Regions from separate parts of the Mus musculus genome. Here regions 1, 2 and 4 are each linked to region 3. A link is a contact called in public HiChIP or PLAC-seq data. All regions are on one chromosome and are shown on one strand. The core of a region is the stretch at or near the end of the contact, and the rest is flanking DNA. Distances in the headings are between cores, read along the strand shown.

Region 1 (2,700 bases), core at 122-2,621, 600 kb before region 3:
TTGTGTGACACTGTAGAGACACTGATCAAGAGAGATGAATGTCTGTGAGTATGTATCCCTATGGATGAGACAGGTGATAGAAAGCTGCTCATGGGACTCTTCATTGTCTGTCTTGTCACCTGTCCCAACATAGCTCAAGTTCCCACCATGGCCAGTGAATCTAACAGTAACATTGGGTGGTGGGGGTTGTGGGAGGGGGCTTCATGCTGGCAGCTTCTCTACCCACCTTGCATAGCCACCCACTGAGCAGATTCTAGAATGCAGCTGATATGATGTGCAGGGGCAGGGAGAGCTCATCGAGTGGCTTTTATGACCAATCTGCAGTATGGCTGTTTTGTTTGAAGCAGTTTGTACAGTCACACAGTGTCAGCACGGCAAGAGCCTAGGTAGTCCTCCCTAGCCTGCCTTCAGCTGTAGCCTCCTCTATTCTTCAGTCCTTTCACTCAGTGAAACTTGGACATTCATTGTGTTCATTGAGCAAAGCTTCACTCTTCATCAAACCATGAGCACATTACAAATATCCTGCCATGACGTTTTCATAGCCAGTCCCCATGTCGATATTGCTATTATCCTCCTTTCATAGATGAGTACACAGAAGCCCAGAGTTTTCACTTGCGAAGATCTTCTATCCAGTCAAGAAATAAAGCTGTAATTTTTACCCATGCCTATTTGCTAAGTGCATGCTCTTGACTTTCATATCTTTGTAGGATCATCTATCAATACCAAGTTTGTACCCACCTCAAAATGAAAACAGAAAAAGGCCCTTTGTTTAAAAAAAATGTATTAAGACTTTCAAAGGAGAGAGAGCTGATATCAACAAATAGGAAAGGATCTGTTCTCCTGCCCAGGTCACCCAGCTTTGCTATAGCTCTTAATGGCAAGAACTCTTGGAAAGATGAATTCACTCTATAGGGTCCCATGTGTCTCCTCTGCAGAGCCAATACAAGGATGAAGTGTGGCCCTAGAATATGATTGTAATAGGTGTCTTCAGTTATTCTTTGCCAATCAAACTGGAGTGATTAATGAGCCATGTGCCCTGATTGTTTTCGAAGGCTCGCTGTGTGCTTAGCTCTGTTCTAGGCACTAAGGGTGTGTGTGTGTGTGTGTGTGTGTGTGTGTGTGTGTGTGTGTGTGTGTGTGTAAATGAGGTTTTCTGGCTTTGGGAGTAGTGATGCCATTCAAGTCCATGCATCCTGAAGATATCTTCAAATTTGGGCCCTCTAACCCCTCCAAAACCAGGAACCTGGCTAATTTACTCGCTCTCAAGTCGGCACTGCTTGGATTTTAAAGCATGGTGTAATGTATTCAGAGGAAGTCTGATGAGAAGAAGTGGGAACTAGGCCGAAGGATTCTAATCCTGAATATTCAGGGAAGGCAGCACGTCCTATTCAGCAAGGCTGATCAATAGAGGGTGCATTCAGACTCTAAATGTGGGCATTATGTACAGATACAAAATATACAATGCCCCCAAAATGGGGAGAGACATTTCTGATTGAATTTTTTTGTTTGGGTTTATAAAAATAACTTGTGCTGCATCAATTACTTTCATTGCCATGGATACAGGCAATGCTTTATTATGTAACTCTACAGCTGTGCTGGGTTTTAATATAAAACCCGGATTTTTTCATCTATTTCTCTTTCATAGTTACTGAACTGAGATAATGGCATCTTTTACCTATGAATGTATTCAATTCCCTTTTTTTCCCCCTCACCATCCTGGAAACTATTATTGATTAGAATTTCATTTTGTGGCTTTTGTAATAAAACCTTCAGTAAATGTTACCGTTGCAGGCAGCAGGAGGGTGGAGCGGGAGAAGGTCATTCTTTATGTATATTGTGTGTAAATATGTATGTATAAAGAATGGAGTGTGTGTGTGTGTGTGTGTGTGTGTGTGTGTGCAAATTTGGGCATACATTCTTCCAGGCTTAAACAAGTGCATGCCCGGGCATTGTGCTGACTTCCAATTTGCTCTAGGGAAGCTTTCCATGTGAAATATTCCTCTACCCAGTTTTTATAGAAAAGATGCCCTCCTTTTTTCAGAACAGAACTGTATCCCTGCATTTTAAAATCCGCAATTCGGGGCCATTGTTTTTATTTTCCTCTTGATGCTCAAAGTTGGTTGATATCATGCAATTTCCCACCTCCCTACTCTGTCAGAATATAAATGCTCTCCTGCCTTCCTAGCAGGGATTGGAGCAGAGTCTGAGGAGCAAAGTAAGAGAGGATGTGGCATGCACACTTGAGATAGGCTTAAGGAGAAGAGAGCTGGGTGTGATTTGAAGTGCAAGTAGGTACTGTGCCTCTGAAAATGATCAGCCATTAGGAATTCTCCCACTAACATTCAAATCATGTGGGAGTCTGGAGAAGTGGCTCAGTGGCTAAGAACACAGTGTAGAAGACCTGGGTTCAGTTTCCAGCACCCACATTATAGCAAACAAACTTTCGTAACACTAGTTCCAATATTTCTCATTTCCCTCTTCTGCCCCTTTGCACACAAGACATTTACATTGTGCACAGACATAATTAAAATAGGAAATAAATATTTATAAGCATCCTTTGTATAGACAAGCTAATATGAGGGCCAGTAAGACATTCAAGGTCAGGCAGTTCCTTAAGACTCCATGTGAAGAACTACACATATCTGTGGATATGGTTTTCTTTCCTTTTTTGGAGTAGATCTGTTTGTCAGGAAGACTTGG
Region 2 (2,700 bases), core at 119-2,618, 980 kb before region 3:
TTCCTAGCTCCTAGTCTGCCTCTGATCATGTTGATAACTTCCAGCAAGCCCTTTGGTTCCTAAGTCCCAGCTTTTGGGACATCAAAGTGGGGTATCTTAGCTCCCAGATGGGTTACTTCTGTCTACAGTACCTGCTACTCTGTGGATTATGATAAGAGTTGTGATGGTGCACAGGATGAACTGTGCCTGGCACAGAACTACTATCTGTAAACACAGGCTTTCAGTCTTAATCGTTCCCATAGCAACTCTTGAGAGTTTTATACCTCTGTACCCATTCCATAGATGTGGAAACTGAAAGTGAGGGTGATTGAGTGAGTTTATTTAAAGACACAAATAAGGGAGGGCTGGCTCTGGAGAGTCCAGGCTCCTGCTGCTAACACTTGGCTGTTACATAAGATTCACGGGGCCATTTTTTACTAGTTACAAAGTCGTCGTCCACCCCCCCCCCCCGCCCCCGGGTGTGCTTGGCTCCATTGATCAGAAGGATGAGTGCAGCCTGGATCCACTCCTGCACTCATCTGGGATTAGAGTGGGGGAGAACCCCTCTCTCCTCCTATCCACTTGGGGAACCCTTTCATACTGTACATGATTTGATTGGCTCTCTTTTCTCTGGCACTTCTGAGTTCCACCCTTTGGGGTAGGGTGTTGGCTTGTCACACTGAGTTTGACAGCCCAAAGGCAGAGGCAATTGCTGGTTGAAAAGGCAAGAGGGAGGGGGAGGGAAGAGAAGCCTTCCGGGCTTGTAATAGGGTCTTCTCTAACTCTTTTGGTCAAAGAGCCCTTGAATCTGGCTGCAAGCTGGAATCCCCTGGGGGAAGTTTTTAATAAAAGCTCCCCACGTCCAACTCAAACCAATTACATCTGGGGCTCGGGGTGGGGGTGGAGGCATGGAACCCAGACAGCAGCATGCCTTACTATCCCTTAACCAACAATCAATGCATGCCCAAGTTTGAGAAGTGCTGCGATCCTGTTCTCCCCTCAGCTCAACTGGAGGCACCCTAGGACAGCAGTCCCACCTTTCTGTGTTGAAGACTTGCTGTGTGGGGGCTGGGCGTGCCTTCCGGAGGCCCAGGCTCGTGAAGGATGTCTGAGTGCGAGCCAGGGACCTGGGGTTCTGCTCAGCTTAGGCCCAGCTCTGGGACAGCGGGGCTCCAGGTCCTCTTGGGGCAACAGCACATGTGGCCGCTCTGTCCTCGTTGGTCATCAATGCAAACCACAAACGAGGTTGCGCGGCGGCCAACCCACCCCAGCCTCAGACATTCTAGGGACACGCCCGAGGAATCCTTACCTTAGCTGCCGGCGCTGTCCTCCAGTCCCCGGAACCCTAGGACTCTGGTTCCATCTGTCTCCCTCGCCGGCGCCAGACAGGCGCCACTAGAGCGCAGGCACCACCTAGTGGCCGTAAGATGGTAGCGCGGGCAGGGGCTGGGAGGTGCGAGCGCAGTGCAGGGCGGAAATGCAGCTGGGCCTTCCCACGCTGGTGGCTTCCAACACCGCGGAGCCCGGGGGGGGGGCGCAGATTTGGCCTGGGCTGCACCACCTTCACCCCTTGGGGAGCGTGGGGAACGGAATTTGTTGTACTTTTTCTTGGAGGCGTGGAGGAGCTGTCAGGTCTGGGCCTCTGACCTGGGATCCACCCTGGGATTTTCCTGGCAGGGCTCATGGATCTTTCCTTTCCACCGTCAGCTTTCAGTACGCCCTAGTCTGGCGTGGCTTCTCCTTTAAACACCCTGGGAGCATCCGAGGATGCCACGGACTGGGTTTATTTCAAGCCCAGGGATGCCTATCCCTATCAGCAGTCCTTCACGTCACCTCCCACCCTTTCCCTGGTTTTCTGATGCCTCCATTACCTTCTGCTGACCTGTCTGTAACAACCCTGTCTGTACCAGTACGGGGGTGGAGTCCCGGAGACACAATTAGAACCCTTGGGATTTGGCCACCCAGGTGGTGTTTCTTCCGGAGGCTCATTAGCATGTCTTTGGCGGGTCGCCTGGCATCCCTGACTCCTTAGCCTCACATTCCAGCAACAACCTCCTTCATCACTGTGACGCCAAAAACACCCCTTTGGGTTTCCAAATGTCTCCCTGGTTGGAGGGAGAACTGCTCCAGGCTGAGAACTAATTAGCTGATAATTAAGATCAGATGACGCTAAATGAAGTCCACTGTCCACGGAAGTCCTATTACCACGCATTGTAGAGCTGAGGGGATCTTCAGGCCGGTCCTTTCCAGCAGGTTTCAGTATTTTCTTCTAACTAAGACATAGTGGACAGTGTTACAAAAATAGTGGATTTAGGGCTGGTGAGATGGCTCAGCAGGTAAGAGCACCCGACTGCTCTTCCGAAGGTCCTGAGTTCAAATCCCAGCAACCACATGGTGGATCACAACCATCCCTAACGAGATCTGACTCCCTCTTCTGGTGTGTCTGAAGACAGCTAGTGTACTTACATATAATAAATAAATAAATCTTTTTTAAAAAAAGTATAATGAATCCCTTAAAAAAAATAGTGGATTTAGAAAAAACAAAAAATTGCCGGAGTGGTGATTGGTTGTACTCGGGAGTCAGAAGCAGCGTCTGGTTTACATAGTAAACTCCAGGCTAGCCTGGGAAATGTCTCAGCAGGTATAGGCACTTGCCACACACACAGTATGCAAGTATATAATTTTTAGTGGATTATTTTTAAATGCTGGATTATTTAATGC
Region 3 (2,879 bases), core at 209-2,708:
AAGCTAACACCAAAGACTTTCTGCAGAATATTTTACAAGGGTGTGTTTCTTTTTCAGACTTGTGCATCAACCAAGATAAGTCTGGAATTCTGAAAGAGTTTTTATTTGTTAAAATGACAATTCTTTGTGACAAAAACTAGGGCCTTGAGGACTAGGCCTGTGATGGTTCTTGATCAACTTTTGTTGTTTTCTATCTTGTGAGCCAACAAATACTTATTACACAAGCTTTGGCTTTGAGTCCGCTCTTCTGTGTGCTGTGTTTTGACATAGGCTGGCTCCCTTGATAAATCTTTTCCTCATGATCTCTACGCCACTCTACTCTTACCCTTGGAGTTTGGGAACTGGAGTTCAAACACCTGTGTCCATGCATTCTGCTTCTCTCTTCCTTGTTGACTTGAATAATTGAATATCTGGTGATGTGTAATCGTGATCAATTAGCACTAAAAGCAGCAATATTTAGGCTGTAGGGTAGTGAGACTATCAAGTTAGTTAATGATAACAAAAATCCCACACACGTAATATTTCCAAAAGAGTATGAATTTAATCTACAAAGCCATTGCTAATCCCATTTTCCCAAGTTATTTCTAGATTTGAATTTATAATGATCAGCTAATAGATTTACAGCCAGGTAGAGGCAGGGAAGATTCTGTGCAAATAGGTCAGAGGTAGGCTAGTAAAATTGGAATGTCATCATTATTTTATGTTGGGTCTGATTTTGATACACTGTGGAAAATTCCACTGAAGGAAATCTTTGCAGGTTTCAAGTAGCAGGTTAAGATAGTGAGAGGCAAAGTTCATTCACTGTGATTAGGCATATTAAAATAATCTAGTTCAAAATAGGAATCATCATATTATATATTATGAGGAAATATTTCCGCATGGTAAATTTGCTCAATTTTGCAGCAGCTGTTCCTGAGCTGGAGAGCCTGGGGCTGAAATTCTCGGTGTTTTGGAAGCAGATCTGCTCTTTACCTCACTATGGAATGGGCAGGGCTTCCCAGGCTGTCCTGCATGTTCTCTGCTCTCTCTTTTGCTTTACCTGTTATACTCATGAGGCTATACTTCCAGGAAATGCTGGACAGTCCTATAAGCAAATCCAAAATCAGCACCATTTTTCTGGTCTGACAGAATCAGGCTGCCTAAGACAGAGAAGACAACCACTAACACTGTGTCCTTTGTAGTTCAGCTCGTTCCCAGTGCACCACCTTGTGGAAGAAAGACAAATAGCCCACAGTTACCCCTTCTGTTATACTCCATAAGAAACCTAACTCATTGGTCTCTCCCCATTGTTGCCTACAATCACTTCTCCTTTATGTAGTGCCTTTCAAATAAATTACTGATAGTCAGCTTCTACTCTGGTTATTAGTAAAAGAGGTCTACAATGTTTGCGTCTCCAAGTGCTAAGTGGAAGCCTGTAGCAACATCAGAGCAAACAACCTATCATTATCCAGGGGCATAGGAGATTGCATTTTGCAAGTCTCTTAGCCTGTTTAGTTGTCAGAACCATAGTGAAGTAGGAAACACTGTCTGTTCCTCAGACAAGGCTAACTTAGAGTTACCTCTCTCTGCAGAAACAGGTGTGGCAAAGGAGTTACCCACCATGTCTTCTCGCCCACGAAAATTTGACAGGGCCTACTCTTTATTCTGAGCTCTTCCATCCCAGCCCTTGATTCACAGCTACATCTTTAGAAGGGGATGCATAATTCTTGAAATGCATGTATGCATGTGTACGTGCATATGTGTGTGCATATATGTGCGTGTGTGTGTGTGTGTGTGTGTGTGTGTGTGTGTGTGTGTGTGTGTGTGTGTGTGTTACATTCAAGGTTTACTCAGGCCTCTTACATTTGTATGCATAAAATCACTATCGAGCTTGTTTCCAAGCAACAAAGATGGCTTGCCTCCTGAGCATTCAGCCTGAAAGTTGCACAACACTGACATCTGCTGCTTGTGTGTGGTTTGAGACTGGACCAGGTCAGCAGCTCATGAGTATGCAAAGCAAAATGTTTGACAACACTGTGTATCTACAAAAGCTAAAGTCTTTTGTCTGAAACTCGTGGGTTTATTTTTACTTTTTAAATACTATACATGAATAGAAGCCCACTTTCAATATGATGTTTCCTTGGTCTTTGCATGATCTATCAAAAAGGTGAGGTCTTGTTTGGCTTTGTAGGAAAACAACTGATAATAAAATAGATCAGTTTTTTTTTATTTTATATATGTTACCATAAAGTCTAGAGTTAAATGGTAAAGTGTATCTCTGCGACATAAAAACAACTTTTAAATAAGTGATTTTTATGGATAAAATAATATCTGAAAATATTTTATAATTTTCAAATATATTTGCATATTTCTCATTCATTCAACCACTAATTCATTCATACAATGCAATCTCTGTGTGAGTCACTGCTCCAGGCTTCAAGGAGGAGTTTGATCCTGGACCAGTAATTAAGAGCAAGTGCCATGTAGCTCTGAGGTAAGTGTGCTGTGGATTCAGGCTTCTTGTTCTGACTGTTTCTACTCTGGTATGTTAGATAACAGGTGACAGTCTATCTCATGGAGATGCTGTGTACCCTAAAGTTTAAAAAGAAACAAAATACTTCACAGTACCCTGAGTATCACTTGCTATCAGTGAACCAAGCCTTCAGAGTATCAGGATGATTTTAACTCCAGATTTCCAATTTAGGAAATGAATAGTTTTCATCTCAAACATGCCTAATAATGGGAAACTAAAAACCATGTAGTTCATGGTTTGTCAGCCTGGAAAGTTTGATGGATAAGAGTCAGAGGGAAAAGTTAAAAGGGAGGTGCTGGTCCTATTGTCAAGGAGCTCTAGAGATGGTTTGTCTTCATTCTGTAGAGGAGTTGATGAACACTGTTTT
Region 4 (2,837 bases), core at 283-2,782, 650 kb before region 3:
CGACACATGAGAGTCCTCCTCCTCCTCTTCCTCCTCCTCCTCCTCATCTTTCTTCTTCTCATCCTCCTCCTAAAAATATATTGTTTGAAGATTTAATATATGAATATAATGTATCTTGAACAAATCCACCCCATACTCCTTTCTCTTCAGCTTTCTGTTTCAACTTCATGTACTATTTTGTAAAACCCACCGACCAGGTCCATTTAATGCTAGGAGAATATGCATGGGTATAGGGGCTGTATCCAAAGAGAACTGACCTCAGACCTTCATGCTATTCTTGCAGGTCCCTGGCTCATCTTTAAGAACCTCTTTTGGGTGAGGACTTCCTTTTTTATTGGATATTTTATTTATTTACATTCCAAATGTTATCCCCTTTCCCTGTTTTCCCTTCAGAAACCCCCTATCCCATTCTCCCTCTCCCTGCTTCTATGAGGATTCTCACCCATCTCCCCACCCACTCCTGTCTCCTCCCTGGCATTCTCCAAAGGGCATCGACCTTTCACAGGACCAAGGGCCGCTCCTCCCGTTGATGTCTGACAAAGTCATCCTCTGCTACATATGTGGCTGGAGCCATGTGGACTCTTTGGTTGGTGGTTTAGTCCCTGGAAGCTCTAGGGGGTGAAGACTCCCTAATTCCACTGGTGATGAGGAGTGTAAGAGAGAGGCCCTAGTTGTTCTGTGTCCCATTCTTTACTGAAAATCCCTGATGTGGATTTCTTTGTAGCTAGATTCTAGAAAGAGTTTCTATCAGCTTCTAAACTATAAGCAATCTGTTTTCTGTCTAAATGTCAAAATTGTAACCTCTGACAGTGAGATTAAAAAGGAAAGAAAAAGAAACATTATTTCTTTAGCCTGGAAAAGCACACTGCTTAGGAAGAGTACAGATCCTGTGCTGTTCACACGTTCCTATAAATTCATATAAAACTTTATCTTGCAGGTGTCATGTGATATCCTGTTCCCTAAGATGCCAATGTCTGATTGGCTTATGTACACCTAAGCAACTTCAGTCTGAACTTGCCTGTGATAAACTTCTCTTGTAATAAGAAGATAGACTTACATACCTAGAGTACCCTATATAGGCATGTAATTTTACCAAGAGTGAGTGGGGTTTTGGGTGTAGGGAGGTGGTGTGGAGGGGTACATCGTGTAAAACCCACATTTACTGGGAAAACAGGAGTATCTTAGGTTGTTTTAAGATCAAACGTTCTAGCTGTGCATCTGGAGGAGAGCTGCTTTGGGAAAGGTTATTTTGGGAAAAGAGGCAGCATGAGTCAGCTGATCTGGAATTTCTGCATTCAGGAGATGGAGGGGGAGAGAAGAAGGGAGGGAAGGGGAGAAGAAGGGAGAGAGGAAGGGAAGGAGGGAGGGAGGGAAGGAGGGAGAGAGAGAGAGAGAGAGAGAGAGAGAGAGAGAGAGAGAGAGAGAGAGAGAGAGAGAGAGAGAGAGAGAGAGATCTCCTTGGCATGGGACTATTTCTGCAAGATGACTGAAGCCCCAGCAGAGGGAAGTCCACACACCGGGAACAGACTGAACCTATGTTTGATGCTGGATCCTGCTGGTGCTGCTGGGCCAGGTGGTATTATTCATTTAGTGCTGTTTTGCACTTTGCAGGAAAAGCACAGCAGGCTTATAACACTTGAGTTTTTAAACATTCAGAAGGCTGTGATGCTATAAATGAGCTTCCCATGTCAGAGATTAAATCAACCAAGATTCCTGCCATGCCAACTTTATTTCTGAAACAACGTGTTTGTAACAGAAATCAAAATACATGCTACTCCTTTCATTCTGACAGGCTAACACAAGCCTTGAGAAGCACACTGCTTAGATACTGAGAGGACATGGAACAGGAGTAGCCCTCTGTGTGGCTTGTTTGCTGGAGAGGCTGCGGACATCCCTGACTTTATCTGGAAGGTTTTCACCTGGACTTGGGCACCAGGTCTTTCTGAGCTACGTATGACTGGGCCTGCATTGGATCCTAGCTCTTGTGCTTTGGAGTATATGTCTTTAAGATGAGTGGTCACAGGTTAACAAACGGTTATGTAGTCGAACATCTATTCCTCCTCTTTTCAGTAAGAGCACCCAAGCTTTCCACCCACTTCTAGTGTGTCAGTCTCCATAGGTCTATGTGAGTAACTGGGTCCGCTGATACTGGAGGTGAGAACAGGCCCAGCCAATCAGAGTCTGTTTCTTTCCTTTGCTATGATACTTGGTTTCAGGTGAGCCAGGCCAGGAAGGGCAAGAACTCTATTTTGGACATTGCTGCATCTATTGGGAAAGAGGAAATCTTGTTTCTTTTTGCTCTAAGCTGATGAGCTTCATGGTTGGCCACCGACTATCTGAGATGGAAGCCAATCACAACAAAGCAGAAAGGAGATACGGAGACATTGTGGGAGCACCTGGTAGAACACTCCTGGGCCTGTTTCCATGGACACGTTTCCTTCTTCCTCGTCTAGAGTAAGCTCTCAGTGTGCCATTTAAAACTGAAGTTGCCCTGCCTCTCTCACACCATCCAGGTGCTTCATTCAGGCAAACTGCTCGGTGACAAAATGTGTTGATGAGTTTATCAACTGGTACTTAGGCTAGTCTTGCTCTAACTTACTGAGACTGACCAGTAAGGCAGCCCAGAACTGAGTAGGACCTAGAGTGAAGCATAGCTATTCAGGACAGACCATTCCCCGGAAAAGTTCTGTGTGGATGCCACAAGTAAGCACCAAGAGTTTCAGCAGCTGGCACCCATGCTGTCTTGGTGGAAGAAGATTTAGAACTCTGTCTCTCAGAAGACACAGTCTCCAAATGGGTGCCCTTATCCTTGGAGGGGTGCCAGCAAGGACTTAGGA

What was found. HiChIP or PLAC-seq counts read pairs in DNA pulled down with a chosen protein or histone mark.
Region 1: a contact with region 3 is called in an H3K27ac HiChIP or PLAC-seq map of SST interneurons, with 5 times the contacts expected there. The contact joins two enhancer-like sites. A contact is called at or near these places in 6 of 484 Hi-C or Micro-C datasets (cardiomyocytes, cerebral cortex, differentiating embryonic stem cells and 3 more) and 2 of 115 datasets of contacts at active chromatin or transcription factors (SST interneurons and astrocytes).
Region 2: a contact with region 3 is called in an H3K4me3 HiChIP or PLAC-seq map of forebrain, with 10 times the contacts expected there. The contact joins the promoter of Chd9 here to the enhancer-like site in region 3. A contact is called at or near these places in 1 of 39 promoter capture datasets (second pharyngeal arch cranial neural crest), 11 of 115 datasets of contacts at active chromatin or transcription factors (SST interneurons, astrocytes, embryonic basal ganglia and 8 more) and 2 of 9 other capture datasets (embryonic stem cells and pancreatic islet).
Region 4: a contact with region 3 is called in an H3K27ac HiChIP or PLAC-seq map of SST interneurons, with 7 times the contacts expected there. The contact joins two enhancer-like sites. A contact is called at or near these places in 1 of 484 Hi-C or Micro-C datasets (cerebral cortex) and 4 of 115 datasets of contacts at active chromatin or transcription factors (SST interneurons, differentiating embryonic stem cells, embryonic basal ganglia and 1 more).

Annotation. Positions count from the first base shown.
Region 1 is chr8:90,453,077-90,455,776 of GRCm38.p6, reverse strand. No RefSeq gene overlaps it. Among named protein-coding and RNA genes, the nearest start is that of Gm46048, 34 kb to the right of the region's middle. Within about 2 kb of position 1,371, at least 23 of the 459 cell types and tissues checked have an H3K27ac peak or open chromatin away from gene starts, as enhancers often do. A contact at or near this core is called in SST interneurons, where this site is marked.
Region 2 is chr8:90,827,503-90,830,202 of GRCm38.p6, reverse strand. It overlaps Chd9 (chromodomain helicase DNA binding protein 9), which reads right to left and starts at 1,368. Exons shown (of 40, transcript NM_177224.2): 1 at 1,289-1,368.
Region 3 is chr8:89,848,675-89,851,553 of GRCm38.p6, reverse strand. No RefSeq gene overlaps it. Among named protein-coding and RNA genes, the nearest start is that of Gm24212, 180 kb to the right of the region's middle. Within about 2 kb of position 1,458, at least 29 of the 459 cell types and tissues checked have an H3K27ac peak or open chromatin away from gene starts, as enhancers often do. A contact at or near this core is called in SST interneurons, forebrain, neural progenitor cells and 1 more, where this site is marked.
Region 4 is chr8:90,501,821-90,504,657 of GRCm38.p6, reverse strand. No RefSeq gene overlaps it. Among named protein-coding and RNA genes, the nearest start is that of Gm35797, 12 kb to the right of the region's middle. Within about 2 kb of position 1,532, at least 18 of the 459 cell types and tissues checked have an H3K27ac peak or open chromatin away from gene starts, as enhancers often do. A contact at or near this core is called in SST interneurons, where this site is marked.